4 separate regions of the Mus musculus genome follow, and all the other regions are linked to region 2. Evidence: chromatin contacts called from public ChIA-PET, Hi-C and HiChIP or PLAC-seq data. All regions are on one chromosome and are shown on one strand. Each heading gives the region's core, a stretch centred on a gene start, on an enhancer-like site or on the middle of the called end of the contact. The rest is flanking DNA. Distances are from core to core; before and after follow the strand shown. Region 1 overlaps Abcb4 (ATP-binding cassette, sub-family B (MDR/TAP), member 4). Region 2 holds the start of Dmtf1 (cyclin D binding myb-like transcription factor 1). Region 3 has its middle 18 kb from the start of Crot. Region 4 overlaps Elapor2 (endosome-lysosome associated apoptosis and autophagy regulator family member 2).

Region 1 (2,873 bases), core at 190-2,689, 240 kb after region 2:
TTAAGGTTAGGGAGAAGAGCAAACCTCATAGCAAAGTTCACTGTTAATTTGGTCCTATACACAATTTATCCCCCTGCCCACTCTACTGTATAGAAATTATAATCTGGTCAAACATGCAAAGGAAGTAAACACGGAAAGGAAGCATCTTAACCTACACTCTCGTGATGGACATAAACATCGTGATGGATATAAACAGACTCCAGTGGAGTCAGTGATTTGATATTGCCAAATAAACTTGTAGAGTTTCCTGTTGTTAGAGTGTACCTTACTAAATAACTTAATACACGTGATTCAATACTTGATTATCAATACCACCATGACTCTCTCAGCTTTCAGACAATGAAAGACTTACATTATCAATAATGTCAAAGATCACATAGGCTGCTCCTCTTGCATTAGCGAAAGCATCAATACAGGGGGCAGCCTGCCCCACACTGAAAGCCCCGATGAGGATTGAGAAGAAGACCTGAGTGAAAGAGTTAGGAACAGAATAGCATCATCTGCGTTAGAGCTTGCTTGAAATATACATGAAGGACCGAATTTAGGATTTATTGGACACTTAGTAACTTTTTTCTTACTGAGAAACAATATTTGTACATCTTTATGAAACACATTGTGATAATTAGATACATGTATATAATTAGTGTGATAAGACACCCATCAACTTGCTAAAAATAAAATTGCTTCAGTAAAGAACACATTTTTTTTTTTTTTTTTTTTTGGTTTTTCGAGACAGGGTTTCTCTCTATAGCCCTGGCTGTCCTGTAACTCACTTTGTAGCCCAGCTGGCCTCGAACTCAGAAATCAGCCTGCCTCAGCCTCCCGAAAGAACAAAATTTTAAAAACTAACACAACATTTCATTACTAAATGTGTTTATTTATATTTTATTTCCCTTTGTATGCATCAAAAATAAGCTTTGTTTAGTCTGCCAAACCATTTGTTGCTTTTTTCCCTGATCACAAAGTATTAGTCATAAAGACATTTGACTCCTACTTCATTAGCTCTGAAGCTAATGCCACCAGAAAAAGCATTCCTCCTGTTAAAGTTTCATTCCATTCTTTATCATTTTATCTAACTCTGCAAGGAATTGCACAAAATATTCAATAGGAAACATACAGATTTTGGCCCCATGTGGTTTTCCTTTAAAAAGCTATTATAGATTGATAGATATATGGTCAGATCAACGGAAGTCTAACACTTCCTTTATATTTTAAAAACAGGGTGTCTTCCTGCAGTCCATGATGGTCTGGAACTCATTATAGCCTCTATTCTCCAGCCCAAGCCTCCTGTGCGCTGGGATTAAAGGTATATATTACCATTCCCAGTCACCAGTCAGTTCATCCATTTATAGAACATAAAATTATGATCATTATATTTTGCAGCACACAAAACGACACATTTCACATCTGTCTCATTGGAACATAAACTGATGTATAAATCCAACACAGTTTCAGGAAAACAGATTTATAGCATATATAACTTAAGAAAGATATAGGAGAAGAGAAATTACTCCTTTCTCTCCAAGAACTTTTACATATATCTATGTTCTTTGAAATAACAGTGACATACGTGTTTACAAAACCCAAATCCCTTCCACTATCTATCTCTTATCTCAGGACCAATGAGAAAAAATTCTTAATGGAAGTAGATATTAAGGCATTATTGCAATGAAGTCATAGCTCTTTGTGTAGAAGGCTTGCCAGTTTCCCTTTACCTGTGACACAGACATTATGTACCAGGGCTACAAATGTGGACAAATTCACCATGCAAGGGTAATGGCAAAGGTTAATGCCACCTCCCTTATTTATAAAACGTCGGGAGGAAATGCGGAAGTGAAAACATGTGGTGAGCTGCCACAATGCGCCAGAGAAGAACAGGAAGTCGGGAGACTCTGCTGTTACTGATACCCCCAACCTTCACCAACTTCAGGCCCCTGTAAGCACACTGTGAGATTCAAATTCTCATATGGAGAAAGTCTAAGGACCAAATTATATTTAGAATTTTCATTTTGAAAGAGTCAAGTGCAACTTTTGAAACATGATCAACCCCAACGTGGAAGATGGTCACAAAATGTCACTGGTTTATAGAAAAGATTACCAAAGACCTACGTATTATGACTTAAGTTTCGGAAGAGAAAAACATACATATCTGGGAAATACATATCAAAAAAACCACTACCAAGTATGCATGGATTCTTAGAACGTAAGTAATTTAACTTTTAAAAGTTTTTATTTTAGTCATTAGTATAATTCAAATGCATTACCTTCACAATCATGCTATGAGCGTATCTACATCTTCATATAGCCAGATGATCTAACATGACTTTTCTTTTCTATTTTAAAAAGCTGCATGATGTGTGAATTGAATGCTCTTTTACACAATGACCTATCTATAGTAATAAATGAAACTCTCTTCCACAGTTAAACTCAACAAGAGAACAAGGATAACTCCAATATCTTCTTATTCTAATCATGTTTTCCATTTCATTTCCCTTTGTGTGAATATGTATTTCTCCAGTGGTCAAACCACAAGCTATTATCTTGTCCTCACTCACCATGAGGACTTGACTTGCATATTCTAGAACGCCAACTCTACCCACAGGACGGCAAAGATCAAACCTACAATCACAACTTTTTCTTCCAAAAGGAGAAAGGGGGGAAAGGAGCAGGCAGGGGATAGAGAGCTGGCTCAGGGTCAAGAATGCACACTGGGCTATTATCCACTTATCAGTGAGTACATATCATGTGAGTTGTTTTCTGATTGGGTTACCTCACTCAGGATGATATCCTCCAGATACATCCATTTGCCTAGGAATTTCACAAATTCATTCTTTTTAATAGCCGAGTAGTACTCCATTGTGTAAATGTACCAC
Region 2 (2,700 bases), core at 101-2,600:
AGAGTATGCCTGATACATCTAATTTCACTCCCCTGGGGGGAAAAAATGATTTTCCCTTTCCCCAGATCTACCATTTGCAAACAGCTTCTTGATTAGGAATGGGACTTTGTGTATCACTAGTAGTGAAAGGAAAGCAAAGTATAACGTGTATCTGCTGAATCATAAAAGCAACACCAATAGGAACCCCAATGCTCAGAATTGTGTATCTTAGAACTTTTGGGTTGGTTTGGTTTGGTTGAGATGTGTTCTATGTAGCCAACACTGCCTCAAAATCCAGTCTTCTTTCTGCCTCAACCTCTTCTCTGCTGAAATTAATAGGTTCGAACAATTGTGCCCAGCATGGGGCAAAAGGCAACTTTTTTGATGTTCTCATCATAGAGTCTGCACTTTTTGTAGCAGTGTTTATGGCAGAAAACCACATCTGACCAGTGTGCAGTTAAGTGACTGTAGAATGCCTATCCCTAAGTGGGTTTTTATAATGCAATCCTTACACCAAAGGTATAGGAGCGTTGCTGAAGATGGGGGGCAGAAAACTTGAAAGAGTCAGGGGAATGGGAAGACTTCTGTTTTAACACCCACCACTCAGCAGCTGTGGTCCCATGCATACCACCACTCCACTCCACATTCCAGCATGGATGGCGAACAAGGTTCCATCTCTGGCTAGGGAGCTACAAGCAGTCAAGACTGCTGAGGAAGAGTCAACTTCCTTCCTGAAGAGATCAGATTGTTTTCCCACGTCCAAGCGGGGCGCAGCCCTACACTGAAGTACATCTGGGCTACATGTGTGTACCCAGAAATACACCCCTACAATAGGACATGAATTTGAGTCGGGGGCATGTCAGGGAAAACACGGGGAGGAGTTGGAGTGGATAGGAAGGAGTAAATATGGTCAAAATGCATCTATTCATGTATGAACCTGATTCTTAAAGATTGGCATGGGAACAGGGCTTCTATTTTGTTCATCTCTAAGAATCCAGAAAATAGAGCTGCACTCGGCATAGCTACCAGCACTGAACTTTAAATGCATAAAGAACTGTAGTCTCCTAAAAGCGAGGTCACACTCACGGAGGTCACCTTTCACAAGAATTATAGAGACACACCGCTCCCTCTTCGCTTCGGAGATTGCGGAAACTAAAAGACAGATGGTGCAGACGCCTGCCAAGGGAAAGACCCTCCTTTACGTCTATCACCCGCCACAGCTCGACGGCGACCGTCCGACCCTATCGCTCGCTGAGAATGGCGCTCGATTCCGCAGCAACCCATCAGCTTGCCGACGCAGACGGAAGTGACGTCGGGGGTGGCGCGCGGGCCCGCCCCCCAGGAGAGGCGGGCCGCAGGGGGGGTGCTGGGAGGGCGGGGGCGGGGCGCGGCCTCGCGGCTCCGTTTCCGGTGGCTGGTTGCGCTCGCTCACCCCAGCTGCAGCCACTCTCTCCCGCGGCTGCTTCCTCCATCCTGGTATTTTTTGGAGCCTCCATCCTGGTTCTTCCAAAGTGCCCGGACCCAAAACAGGAAGTAAGTGCGATGGAACCTTCAGGTCCGGGCCTCCGCCGCAGCCGCTCCGCCCAGTGCGGCCGAGCCGGCCCCTTCGCGGGCCTTGGCTGTCGCCGGCTGGGTGCCGCGGGCGGGGTCGGAGTCCGGGCTTCGCTTAGCCGCCGCGGCAGGCCCCGCACGCCGCGCCCGCGGTCTCCGTCGCCGGCTCAAGCGGCCGCTGGCGGCTGGAACTCCCGAGCGATCCCTGGGGCGCAGCGGCGAGCCGGTGGGGGCGGAAAATGGCGGCGGGCTGGAGGAACTAAATGGCGCCGGGACCCCTGGGGGTGGGCCCGAGTCGCGGAGGACGGCGCCGGGGGCCCCGCGGGCGTGTGCGTGCTGGGCGGCGGAGCTGCCAGCCTGGCTTGGCTGGGGTGCACTGAGCCCCCTCGGCTGCGTGGGTGGGGTGGGCAGGGCAGTGGGGGCGGGGGTCGTCCCAAGCCCACCATTTCTCCTCGGCTCGTTTGGCCCGTGAGCCCCTCGCCGGTTGGACTCAGCGAAGGAAGTCATGGTTGCCAGTCGGACTTTCTCTTTAGAGACCGCGCGGGACGTGGCCTGGGGTGCGGGGAGAGTCCTGGCCCAGCCAACTAGTAATTGTCAGGATCGTGCGGAGCAGACCTTTAGCGTTTCAAAACCCTCTTTGGCCCTCTAGCAAGAACTTTTTTTTTTTTTTTTTTTTTTTTTTTTGAGAATCTCCCCGCAACCTTAACGAGTTTTACTCCGAAAGAAGTGGTCCAGTGCCATCCTGTGCTGTTCAGTGATACAGCATATGTTTTTATAGTTAAAGACTTCGGTGTAGCTAAAGAAAGAGTGATAGCCCGTGATTGCTTTTGTCAGCCCTTGTACCTCTTTCTGACAGCTAGACTTCCTTTGGGACAACCTCCAAAGAAAAATGCATTTCAGTACTGTTTGTGATGTGTTATGTCTTAAGCTAGATGTACTGACTTTTATTAATTAGAGCTATATTTTCGTGTTGTAAATAACTTTTGTGGCTTTTAGGCTGTAAATTAAGAAAGAAAAGACCTTTGATTATATTGAAAGTTTTACAAACATCAAAGGCTATTTTCCTTATAGATTTTCTATTTCTGGTACTGCAAATTTCTTTAGGCCAGTCTTAAATTTACCTTAATAATTCGAGTAATTTACTATAACATTTAAAACAACTATAATAAC
Region 3 (2,805 bases), core at 163-2,662, 150 kb after region 2:
GTTTTTTATTTTCCTGAAATGTATCAGTGTTATAGAATAAGCCATTCTCTGCACTGGGAAGATGGCTATGTAAGGAAACCATTCATTAAGCACATTGGAGACCTCTGGATACAACTGAGATGGTTCTAAGAGGAATGCATATGGATCTGAACCTGTAGATATAGAAGTCAGAGAGACTTATAAGTGCCTGAGCTGTACAACTCCAGTCTTAGAAAAATAAAAACAAACTGAGTCTGGAAGTAATAGACAGTAAGTAATAATAGAGATCAGCAGACACTAATAAAGAGGAAACTAAAGGAACAACACACAGATTCAACCAAACATTGAAATAGTTGGTTCTCTGAAAACATAATTAAAGTAAAGAGAAGACCCACATTAATAAATTTAGAATTAAAAGCGACAGGGAACAACAGTTACCAAGAAAATGCAGAGGATCTAGGTTAGGGAACACTCTAAATGTTTGCACTTTTTTTTTTTTTTTTTTTTTTTTGGGTTTCAAGACAGGGTTTCTTGTGTAGCCCTGGCTGTAGACCAGGCTGGCCTCGAACTCAGAAATCCGCCTGCCTCTGCCTCCCGAGTGCTGGGATTAAAGGCGTGTGCCACCATGCCCGGCAAATGTTTGCACTTTTAAAAACACTGGAAAATCTAAAAGAAATGGATAAATTCTAGACACATATTATTGATAAATTTTTCTTTTAAAGAAAGAGACCGAGGGAGCAAGAGATAAAAAATGTCAAAGAGTGATTATAGGATCCTATCATGAATTAATATTCTGGCACATGCCTTTAATCCCAGCACTTGGGAGGCAGAGGCAGATTTCTGAGTTTAAGGCCAGCCTGTTCTACAGAGTGAGTTCCAGGGCTATACACAGAAACCCTGTCTCAAAAAAAAAAAAAAACAAAAAACAAAAAACAAAACAAAACCCAAAACCAAACAAACAAAAACATTTTTAACCCCTATGTAACTACCTAATTCCTGTCCACTTTAGGGATATCTGATTCCCTCTAATCTGTCACAGAGTGATTGCTCTGAAGAACAATTTTTATTTATCATTGCGTAAGTCCACATTTTAAATATCTAGAGTATGGTTTCTGAACATGAAGTAATCAAGAAGTAGAGACCAGCTGCCTTCCAAGTCAGATGGCAAGGTTCAAAGAACACTAATGGAATTTAGGTAGAAACATTCCGGACACCTCAACCATAAAAGCAGAGCTTGTGTGTTGTTTTCTTGTGTTTTGTGATGCAGAAAGCCAGAATAATACTGTTGCAGACAGTGGAGAATATTTTCTAGCTAGTGGATGGCCCTCTCTTAGAGATGAATGAGTGTCTTCTTGATTGGACACGCTGAGACTCTTCTGTGGTTCTGTCTCTCTGAAGCTGTCAATAGCTTGAGTGTGAGCTGCCGCCTGTAGGTTCCTGTGTTGAGCACTTCCTTCCTCAGCTAGAGGCTATTCTGGGAGCTGGGGGAAGGAAACTCTAGGTTGTAGGATCTACTGAAAGAACTAGGTCACTGGAGGTGTGAATCTGCAGATACATTTCCTCCTACCCTTTTGTGTTAACCTCTTTGCTTCCTGCTGCCATGTTTTTCTGCTTTGACAACCGGCTACTATGTGTCCCAGGAACAAAGACAGATGACTATGTACTGAAACCATGACCTAAAGTAATTATTTTTTTCCTTTTATTTTTATTGGGTGTTTGTCATAACCATTGAGGGGGGGGGAAACAACACATTGCTTTCCTTTTCTTTCTCGTTTCCTCTTCTCTCCTCTTCTCTCCTCTTCTCTCCTCTTCTCTCCTCTCCTCTCCTCTCCTCTCCTCTCCTCTCCTCTCCTCTCCTCTCCTCTCCTCTCCTCTCCTCTCCTCTCCTCTTCTCTTCTCTTCTCTTCTCTTCTCTTCTCTTCTCTTCTTTCCTAAGATAAGGTCTCACTTTATAGCCTAGGATCGCCTCAAATTCAAAGCTTCCTGTCTCAGCCTCTTGTGTGCTGGTATCACAGGTATGAGCCACCACAACCCTGCTCACTGCTGAAGCTTCCAAACCACTTGTTGGCCTATAAATCCACAGTAGCTTCCTGTTGCCAAATGCACGAGAAGCAGTAAGCACAACAGACAGAGATGACAGGCAGTAAATCTGTACTCTACATCCTATCAGTAGAGCAGAAAATGTAAACTCTTCTTGAGTTTTGCACGTCTTACTTTTGAAATGAGGAAGGTTGCATTTTCAGCTTTACATATAAATATTTCTCTGAGATAATTATTATATTATTCCCCCTTTTCTTCCTTCCCTCCAAACTTTCCCACATACCTCTCCCTGATCTCTTTCAAATTTATAGCCTCTTTTAGAATTAGTTGTTGAACATATATTCCTGTACTGGCTAGTTTTGTGTCAACTTGACACAGCTGGAGTTATCACAGAGAAAGGACCTTCAGTTGGGGAAATGCCTCCATGAGATACAACTGTAAGGCATTTTCTCAATTAGTGATCAAGGGGGAAGGGCCCCTTGTGGGTGGTGCCATCTCTGGACTGGCAGTCTTGGTTCTATAAGAGAGCAGGCTGAACAAGCCAGGAGAAGCAATCCAGTAAAGAACATCCCTCCATGGCTTCTGCATCAGCTCCTGCTTTCTGACCTGCTTGAGTTCCAGTCCTGACTTCCTTGGTGATGAACAACAGTATGGAAGTGTAAGCTGAATAAACCCTTTCCTCCCCAACTTGCTTCTTGGTCATGATGTTTTGTCCAGGAATAGAAACCCTGACTAAGACAATCCCTGAGTGCATACATAAAACTTGCTTAGTCTGAATCATGTACC
Region 4 (2,930 bases), core at 77-2,576, 180 kb before region 2:
TTTTAGTTTACTGGGTATTTTGATAATCATTAGCGCTTACTCATCTCCACAGCTGGGCTAATGAAAGGTGCATGACAAAGCACCATCTGCACGTCTACCGAGAAGAAAGAGAAACTGGGAGAGTGACAGCAGCTTGGGAAATAACTGAAATTCAGAGAGCACTGGAAGTGGAATTGAAACCCAAGGGTTTTGAGCCCAGTACTTCAGCAGGCGCCCTGTCCTGGTGTGGAGGCTGCAGCATCCTGCTTCTGTTCACCAGATACCTCTACTACCAGGCACATCATCCTGAGCATGTCATTGAGAGCATCTTCAGAAATTTTCAACTCTTCCCCTGGAGAGAAATCTGCATCCTTCACCAACTGAGGATCACTGTAAGACTCTACTAAGGTTAATAGAAGTTCTGCATTTATAATATAAGGTAATTCTAACTTAGAAGCTGATTTGTTTTCCATAAACTCAGTGTAAAAAAAAATGACATCTATCCTGTGATCCCATGCCCACTTCAGGAAACCAGAGAGAACCATAATTCCTTATGACCAGCAGAAGCCCCAAACTCTACATGCTGGAAAATGCTAACACAGAGTTTTCTGTGAATTCAAGGTTTGCTAAAAACATGAAAACCATTTATTTATATACTAGTCTGATTGTTTTTAAAAAATATATATCAAATTGGTTTTTTCTCCACAACTTCTCTTCCCCCTTCCTATCCATATTTTGCAGTTGTAGAAATAAAACAGTGTCTGAGAAATTCTCCTTAGGTATCAGCCGTGAAGGGAGGCAAGAGCTGGCAGAGGCACACTCAGGTTCCGAAAGCCTCACCCACTAGGCCACACAAGAACACTGAGTACATCCAACTCAATTCGCACAGGTTATTAGAGGATTTTTTATTTTTCTAGCACTTTTTAAAAAGCAGAGCTTGTGTTAATCTGCTTCTGTGCACAGAATCAGGTTCTGTGCACAGCTTTGCTACAAATATGAAGAGCTCCTGGCAACAAAAACCACAGGGGGGAAAATCGTGAAAAAAAAGAGAAGTATATGTTTATATCAGTAAGCCCTGTAGACTGAATTTTCACTAGTTTCAGTAATAAAACATTCTTATCTATTACTATCTTGGCTATTCAACTATAAGATCTATTGAGTATATAAAACACAGAGTAAAGAAAATAAATGATTTGGAATTGTGGCTTGGAGTAGAAAGCCAGACTCATTCTCATCACTAGACAGTCTGGGTCTTGTTTCTGCTCCTGTGCGTTAGGATTACGCAACAGTCTCTGGAGAGACTTCACCATGATATTTAATAAAGCTACAAACCTGCCCAGGGAAAACCAAGCAGTAACAAGCTCTGTCAGTAGGAGCAATTCACAGAGCTTCAGCTACGCCACACACACACGAGAGAGAGATGATTCTCATTCATATTTCATCTGTTTTCAGAGCAGACCAATCTCAGGCCTAAAGGTCAACACCCAGTAAAGATGATGCAAGAATAAAAACAGCGCCATATGGAGCTTCCTGAACTGGAAAACACATCCAAAAGAGTCACATTAACCTCACAGAGAAACCCATTACCGTCCATATGCAAGCCGAAGTACTGCCCAAACCATACAGAGCTAAAGGCAGCATTTGATGGCGTCTCTGCAAGCCATCGGACCCCTTGCAAGACTGTCCAGGTTAATAGTCACCATTGCTCATTTAGGAAACATTTTTTAAACACTCATACATACACACTCATACACACATGCACACACACATGCATGCACACACACACGTACAGCATAAATTTATATGGTGAAAGTATATGCATAATAATCACATCCTTAATAGGAGCATAATTACAAAACGCCCCCCACCCCCCCACCCCACCCCCGCCCACAAGCCATAGGCACAAAGGCTTAAATCCTTCCTTTGGATAGCTTTCTCTGCCAAGAATGAAAACTCCTGACCCCTTTCCCAGTAAATATGAAAGTGTCATGTAAATACAATTCCTGGCAGATGTGCTTGACGGCATGGAGAAGAACAGCCTGGCTTTGCACAGTGGTACAGCATGCACCTGCTCAGCCCTGCTCAGCCCTGCTCAGCCCTGCAATGTCACTCACTTGCTGAGGATTCTGAGCCAACCGTTTATTTTTGCTGCTGCTGTTTTCATTACTCTGCCTTTGCTATTAACCTCAGCAAGTGCCAACACCATTCCACATATTGAACTGAATATAAAACAGACGCTGAACCCGGACCATCAGTTGCACATCAGAAGTTTTGCCTCGGCTAATTAAAAACATAGGAAAAGCACTATCTTTTCAGTGTTTTCAATCACATGGGAAAAAACCTAAGCCACTGACCAGTATAAAAGTAACTGTCTTGCTGAAACTCCCCGCAACCTCAGCAAACCCTGTAAAGGGAGAATGGCTGCGCATTCTGCAAAGAAGAGGGAAGCCATGATGGAGTCGGGGAGCGAAACCTCAGCTCTACCCCAGGCTGGACTTGAGTGCCCAGGAGGATTTCCGTTACTTCTCCAAATTTCATCTAAAATTGCTTTTATATTTCTAAGTGGAAATATTTTGCTAAAACTACAGAGACACTGAAACAGGATGGTGCATGTTGGTTTCATACGCTAGACAGAGGTGGCACATGCCTTTAATCCCAGCACTTGGGAAGCAGAGGCAGGCAGATTTCTGAGTTCAAGGCCAGCCTGGTCTACAGAGTGAGTTCCAGGACAGCCAGGGCTACGCAGGGAAACCCTGTCTCAAAAAACCAAGAAGAAGAAGAAGAAGGAGGAGGAGGAAGAGGAGGAGGAGGAGGAGGAGGAGGAGGAGGAGGGAGGGACAGAGGGAGGGAGGGAGGGAGGGAGGGAGGGAGGGAGGGAGGCAGGGAGGCAGGCAGGCAGGCAGGCAGGCAGGCAGGCAGGCAGGCAGGCAGGCAGGCAGGCGGGCCCCAAG

What was found. A called contact is a pair of places that touch in the nucleus more often than the background predicts. ChIA-PET counts read pairs in DNA pulled down with a chosen protein or histone mark. HiChIP or PLAC-seq counts read pairs in DNA pulled down with a chosen protein or histone mark.
Region 1: an H3K4me3 HiChIP or PLAC-seq map of pro-B cells shows a contact between it and region 2, with 3 times the contacts expected there. The contact joins the enhancer-like site here to the promoter of Dmtf1 in region 2. A contact is called at or near these places in 2 of 39 promoter capture datasets (the C10 cell line and pre-B cells), 2 of 115 datasets of contacts at active chromatin or transcription factors (bone marrow-derived macrophages and pro-B cells) and 2 of 9 other capture datasets (liver and pancreatic islet).
Region 3: a contact with region 2 is called in an RNA polymerase II ChIA-PET map of memory CD8 T cells, with 63 read pairs. The contact joins the enhancer-like site here to the promoter of Dmtf1 in region 2. A contact is called at or near these places in 3 of 115 datasets of contacts at active chromatin or transcription factors (effector CD8 T cells, memory CD8 T cells and trophoblast stem cells) and 2 of 9 other capture datasets (adipose tissue and liver).
Region 4: a contact with region 2 is called in a Hi-C map of the N1E-115 cell line, with 3 times the contacts expected there. The contact joins the enhancer-like site here to the promoter of Dmtf1 in region 2. A contact is called at or near these places in 2 of 39 promoter capture datasets (hippocampal neurons and pre-B cells), 1 of 484 Hi-C or Micro-C datasets (the N1E-115 cell line), 2 of 115 datasets of contacts at active chromatin or transcription factors (the 230-238 cell line and embryonic hindbrain) and 1 of 9 other capture datasets (pancreatic islet).

What each region holds. Positions count from the first base shown.
Region 1 is chr5:8,916,252-8,919,124 of GRCm38.p6, reverse strand. It overlaps Abcb4 (ATP-binding cassette, sub-family B (MDR/TAP), member 4), which reads right to left. Exons shown (of 28, transcript NM_008830.2): 10 at 353-466. Among named protein-coding and RNA genes, the nearest start is that of Abcb4, 24 kb to the right of the region's middle. Within about 2 kb of position 1,439, at least 47 of the 459 cell types and tissues checked have an H3K27ac peak or open chromatin away from gene starts, as enhancers often do. A contact at or near this core is called in bone marrow-derived macrophages and pro-B cells, where this site is marked.
Region 2 is chr5:9,160,426-9,163,125 of GRCm38.p6, reverse strand. It overlaps Dmtf1 (cyclin D binding myb-like transcription factor 1), which reads left to right and starts at 1,350. Exons shown (of 18, transcript NM_011806.3): 1 at 1,350-1,512. Gm46901 (predicted gene, 46901) reads left to right here and starts at 2,216. Exons shown (of 1, transcript NR_166570.1): 1 at 2,216-2,700.
Region 3 is chr5:9,014,223-9,017,027 of GRCm38.p6, reverse strand. No RefSeq gene overlaps it. Among named protein-coding and RNA genes, the nearest start is that of Crot, 18 kb to the right of the region's middle. Within about 2 kb of position 1,412, at least 45 of the 459 cell types and tissues checked have an H3K27ac peak or open chromatin away from gene starts, as enhancers often do. A contact at or near this core is called in effector CD8 T cells, memory CD8 T cells and trophoblast stem cells, where this site is marked.
Region 4 is chr5:9,343,902-9,346,831 of GRCm38.p6, reverse strand. The region is part of intron 1 of Elapor2 (endosome-lysosome associated apoptosis and autophagy regulator family member 2); the gene reads right to left. Among named protein-coding and RNA genes, the nearest start is that of Mir879, 30 kb to the left of the region's middle. Within about 2 kb of position 1,326, at least 38 of the 459 cell types and tissues checked have an H3K27ac peak or open chromatin away from gene starts, as enhancers often do. A contact at or near this core is called in the N1E-115 cell line and pancreatic islet, where this site is marked.